2 separate regions of the Ovis aries genome follow, and region 1 is linked to region 2. Evidence: chromatin contacts called from public Hi-C data. All regions are on one chromosome and are shown on one strand. Each heading gives the region's core, a stretch centred on a gene start, on an enhancer-like site or on the middle of the called end of the contact. The rest is flanking DNA. Distances are from core to core; before and after follow the strand shown. Region 1 holds the start of PHLDA1 (pleckstrin homology like domain family A member 1). Region 2 has its middle 120 kb from the start of PHLDA1.

Region 1 (2,700 bases), core at 180-2,679, 120 kb after region 2:
GGCGGGTCGGCGGCGCTGCGGGCACCTTCCCGCCCAGCGCGCGTTCCTCAGCCTGCCCTCCCCGCCCGGCCTCTGCTGCCTGCAGCCTGTGCCCTTCTCTCCACCTCCCAGAAACCCAGGTTCATTGCTCCCTTGCCCACCCAAGAGCCGAACCCGTGAGCAGGCTTCCGGCTCTGACACCCCCAGAGCCGCTCCCCGGACCCGCGCCGACCTTACCGCGTTCGGGCCGGGTGCTGCCCTCTTCAGGCCGAGTTGGAGGTGCTGCGGAGGAGCCGGTGGCCGTGCGCCTGCGAGAGCGGCGGTGGGTGCGGGTGCGGTAGTGGGTGCGCGTGCGGGTGCGGGTGCGGGTGAGGGTGCGAATGCGGGTACGGATGAAGCGGCTGCGGCTGCGGCTTCGGCTGAGCCTGGGGTTTGGGCTGGGGCTGCGGTTTGGGTTGGGGCTGCGGCTGGGCTTGGGACTGAGGCTGCGGCTGGGCTTGGCTTTGGGGCTGAAGCGGCTGCGGCTGCGGAGGCTGTTGCTGGACCAAGTGCTGTTGCTTCTGCCGCGTGGACTTGACCGCCAGGATGGCCTGGCGATTCTTGTACTGCACCATCTGCAACGTGATCTCGGCGTTCCAGCCCTGGTCCTGCGGGCACCGAAAGTCGATCTCCTTGCCCTCAGCCATCACCACGGTGAAGTACATGTACTTGCCCTTGCGCTCCACGCAGTCCACGGTCTTCATGTTGGAAAAGTGCAATTCCTTGAGCTTGACCGGCGGCTCGAGGCTGGCCACGGCGGGGCCTCCGGGTTGGGACGGCTCGACCGAACCCTGCCCGGGCTGCTGTTGCTGCTGCTGCTGCTGCTGGTGGTGTTGCAGCTGTTTGGGTGGGATGAGCAGCAGCCCCTCCTCGGTGAGGATGCAGCACTTCTTCTTCCAGAGCTGCAGCAGCCCGTCGCTGCGCTTCTCCAACACGCCCTCCTTCAGCGCCTTGCAGCCGCTGCTCTCCAACATCCTCCCGGCATAGGGGGCGCCGCCGCTCGGCTCGGCCTCTCCGCTTCCAGCCGCCCGGGTCGGGGGCAGCAGCAGCAGCCGCGCGCCGTCCTCGCCCCAACGGCTCCCGCGGCCTCCGGGCCGGAGCGCGCAGAGGAGGCTAACGCGCAGAAAGCAGGGCGGCGGCGGCGGCGGCGGCGGCTCGGGGTCCGGGCAGCAGGGCAGCCGCGTCCTGATGCGCCACAAGGTCCCGGAGCTGCGAGCCGCCGGGGCTCCGCCGTCCTCTTGCGAGCGCTCACTGAAGGGCACTGGCCGGGCCCCCTCGCGGCGCTTTTGAATGGGCCATATCCCCCACCCCCGAGTGACACCCAGCGGAAAAGGCGGCTCCTGGCGCCCGCGCCGCGGGGGAAAGCCCAGCTTGGAGAGGCGCTCTGCCGCCGGCGCGCGCCTCATTCACTTGGGGCCTTTCCAAAGCCGGCCGGTCCACGCCCCCCGCGCCCCGCGCCCCGCCTCCCGCCGCCCACTCGCTTCCGCGCTCCTTCCCCAGGCTGGCGGCCGGGACGCGAGCCCCGGAAACTCGTCTCCTCCGCCCGGGGCCGCGGCTGAGGGCGCCCCGACTGCCGGGCGAAGAATGCCGACGCGCAGAGGGCGCCGAGAGGCCATCTCCAGCCGTCGCGCCTCTCCGCCCGGCGGGGCTCTCTGCGGAGAGCCTCGGGTGGGCACGGGACTGCCCAGGTGGGCGCAGTTGCCAGACCGCCAGGCACGCCAGGCGGACCCTCTGCGCTCCGGAACTCGCCCTGAGGACTCGCGCTGGGTTCCGAAATCTCGCAGAGCCCGCTCCAGGCCTGGGCCAGCGAGGAACTGGGGCTGAGGTTCGCACGCCGCGGAGTCCCGCGAACTGTGCCTCCCCCGGACCCCACGTAGACATCTTAGTGCGCAAAGGGCGAGAGGAAATGGTGTCTTTACACTCACACTCGCTTACGGCCACTACCCAGCTCTTCTTAGAGCGCGCGATTGTTAAGAGCAACCGTCTGTCCCTTTTGGAGTGGATAGAAGGGAACCCACTAGAAATGACATTTCGCCTTCCTTTTTTCGAGCCTGGAGCGCAAGCACTCCTTATCTTACGTGACACAAGCCCTTAGGCTTCCTCTTGACCCATCCGTACAGCCTGCAGTCTCTTACAAGAGTAACTGCAAATTGCGGTAACATCCGGTTCTGAGATTCCGCACTTTAACCTCAGAAGGGTGGGTTAACCTCCGAAGGGTGGGTTGGCCTCCGCGGACCCGTCCCTTTGCAAACGCCCAACAGGTCATATCTCTCCTAATCTCACTTATCTGTAACCCTGGGGAAGGTCATTCTGTGCTCGCCCCTAGCTCCCTCCTACTCCATTTAAGCAATTTCTATAGAAACTCTGGGAAACAAAGATTAAAGAGCATAAACCGAAACCAAACCTCTTAAGGAAATGTACTAGAGAATCCCAACTATATACCCACCCTGAAAAATATGAATTACACAAAAGAAAGAAATGAGGGATGGACAAGTCGGAGTCGGCCAGGGTACCAGGAAAGGGTGCTACTTGTGCCCAAGAAGGAAGGAGAGCTGAGTTCATCCGTAGTGTCTGTCATCTGGCTGGAACAAAGAATTCAAGGGGGAAGAAGCGACACATGAGCTTGGAGAACCCCTCAAGAGTCAAATTCTTTGTGTCACGCTTAAGAAATTCGAGGTTCAT
Region 2 (2,700 bases), core at 12-2,511:
CACTCCTAGAGGGAGACAGAAAACGGCCCTCTACCTGCCAAGGAGAGCGATCTCAGAAGCCACCAACCCTGCCAGCACCTTGAACTCAGACTTCTTAGCTCTAGGACTGTGAGAAAGCAAAATTTTTGTTGTTGTTGTTTAAGCCATTCAAGCTATAATACTTTGTTATAGCAGCCCTAGGAAACCAATGTAGGCCGCTCTCCTGGTTATGACCTTGGAAGAGAGAATGACGACCCTGGTAACCGTGGTAACTGCACACACAAACAAAACCAGTAGCTGACACCATGTTCACTCTCTTCTCCATCACGTCTAGTCAAACTGGGGCAGAAGGACAGGCTCGGGTCTTTCACAAGAGAAGTACCTTCTTCAGGAGCTTAAACTGGATCTCCAAGGTTTACCTTTTTCTCTGAACTCAAAGAAATACTAACAGCTTAGTAAGTCCTAGGTAGGCAGCTAAAGAGCAAAAGATTTTCCTGAGGAAAAATGGGGCCAGATTCACTCTGACCATCTTTCTCCTAATCTTACCCTCAGTGGCCACTCTGCTGAGCAGAGAAGCCTGCTATTTGAGCCTAGGACCAAGACCAGAGTAATCCTAAGGAGAGAGGATTACTCATCAGAATTTCATGAAATAGTTTAATATTTTGACCTCTTCATTTTTCTATTCACTCACTTCTGGGAACATTTATTGAACGACTACTATATGTAAGGCTCTGCACAGGGGCCAGGGCTACCCATACTAGTAAATCAATATGTCGAAAAGCCATACGGAGTCCCCCAGGAAGCTAGATTATAAAGATTTCTAAGAGAAGAGTGAAAAACCACAGAAATCAGAATTTTAAGATTCCAAAGACAAGATGCCCTACTATTCCAGGAAATCCAAGCAAACATACCACATTGATTGGGCAGAGAACTCAGATGTGATGGGCAAACTAAAGTCATGTGACACCTCACAGAGAGAGAAGATAAAGGGATTTCTTTTCCTCCGCCTCCTTCCCTCTCTGACAAACATGCTGATCCATTCCTTTGCAATCCCCCCCAAACAGACACCATCAATGCAGCCAAATTGTGTTTTTAAATGTGTTTCCATTGTTGGAAGCATCTAAGGCCACGTAATCCCTGTTATTTTCTTTGAAACAGTGTCCACTGGACAGAGGGAATCCACGGCCACACTGAGCTGTCAGCAGCTCCTCTCTGCTGTCTGGGTAAAGGGGGCTGGAGGCTGTAGCCGCTTGGTGGCAGGGGAACCATCGCGAACACCGCTGCTTTTTCAGGCGGGGCTGTGAGAGGATGGGGCGGACTGCTACAGGAAGGGGGACGGTCCTGAACCCACTCAAGAGAGCGCCTCAAGGGCAGTGGTGTTCTCTCTGCAGGCACGTGATCAGGAACAAAGGAATCTTTATTCATCTCTTTCTGCTGCACTGGTTTGCCTTTTATTCCTTATAAGCAGCTGAGAAAGACCATGAGCAGCCCTTTTAATCAGCTGTGGAAGAGATGAAAAGGTTCAGAAGAGAGAAGCTATCATTTCTAAGAAGGGTTTATTCACACTGTAGAATAATCTTTAAAGAAAAAAAACTCTACAAGACTGATCTTTTGATTATAGAGGAATAAATACATCTGTGAAATCTACCAATTTCACTTTGGATTAAATACTCTCGAGTTTAAAAGCCAGATACACAGTAAACAAAGATTTCCGTTTGGAAATGACTTCTCTCCCTAATGTAAGACATGGCTTCCAGCTCACCCGCTTCTCCACCCCACCCCCGAAATCCAGTCACTCACTATTCGAGAAACAGCAGGGACAAAAATACATAACATCTCAGAGATCAGGTTTTGGGTTTTTGTATATGTTGTTTGCCACCATGCACAATCTGGACTCTCAAAACGTCAGATCAGATATCAATTATCTGTGACTAATATTAGGATCATGCTATTTTACAGGGTACTTTTTAGTTTATTCAAAAATTCCAACACATTATCATCCCGTGCACGAATCATATCCCAGCTCTGGCTAAAGCATACAAGAGTCCTGTCTCAGAGTTTGTGGAGTCCCTCCACCGCACTGGTGATGGGCACAGATATTCAAAACCATCTATTGACTTAAAATGTCACTGTTCACAACTCGAGGAACTCCACCAACCAAAACATTTAAATCGCGGTCTCTTCTAGCTCCTTTTAGGCTAACAAGCGAAGAAACAGTGCCTAGCTGGTTGTGTCTTTGTTGATTTATATATTATAGGGTTTCTCTTACTAAGACAGCCCAGAAGCTATTCTCCCTCCATACACAAGTGGGCCAGGGTTTTCTGAATCCTTTTTCCCATTTCTGCTATTTCTGGACCTTGAGTCAGCTCTCCTCTTTGGGGAGTTCACAGACTGCTACAAGTTTCCTTTTCAGGAAATCCATTTCTATTTGAAATTATCTCTCCTGGGGCGGGCCGGGGCAGGGGGGTGGGGGAAGAAGAAGAAAAATAGCTAAAGGGAAAGACGATCCTACGTGTTCTTAAGAACTACGTCTCTTCTGTCCATTTTTTGGTAATTTTTCATATTGGTGTCCTCTAAATAGGAGACTATTTACACAATATTTTAATATCACTTCTTTAACTTTGCAAATGGAGAAGGAAATGGCAACCCACTCCAGTATTCTTGCCTGGAAGATCCCATGAACAGAGGAGCCTGGCAGGCTACAGTCCGTGGGGTCACAGA

Evidence for each region. Hi-C and Micro-C count contacts between places; a contact is called where the count stands out from the background.
Region 1: a contact with region 2 is called in a Hi-C map of hypothalamus, with 3 times the contacts expected there. The contact joins the promoter of PHLDA1 here to the enhancer-like site in region 2. A contact is called at or near these places in 3 of 16 Hi-C or Micro-C datasets (hypothalamus, liver and tail adipose tissue).

What each region holds. Positions count from the first base shown.
Region 1 is chr3:112,065,969-112,068,668 of ARS-UI_Ramb_v3.0, forward strand. PHLDA1 (pleckstrin homology like domain family A member 1) reads right to left here and starts at 1,430. Exons shown (of 2, transcript XM_012173944.4): 1 at 217-1,430. The coding sequence starts at 1,424. The coding sequence ends at 243.
Region 2 is chr3:111,942,465-111,945,164 of ARS-UI_Ramb_v3.0, forward strand. No RefSeq gene overlaps it. Among named protein-coding and RNA genes, the nearest start is that of PHLDA1, 120 kb to the right of the region's middle. Within about 2 kb of position 1,262, at least 10 of the 54 cell types and tissues checked have an H3K27ac peak or open chromatin away from gene starts, as enhancers often do. A contact at or near this core is called in hypothalamus, where this site is marked.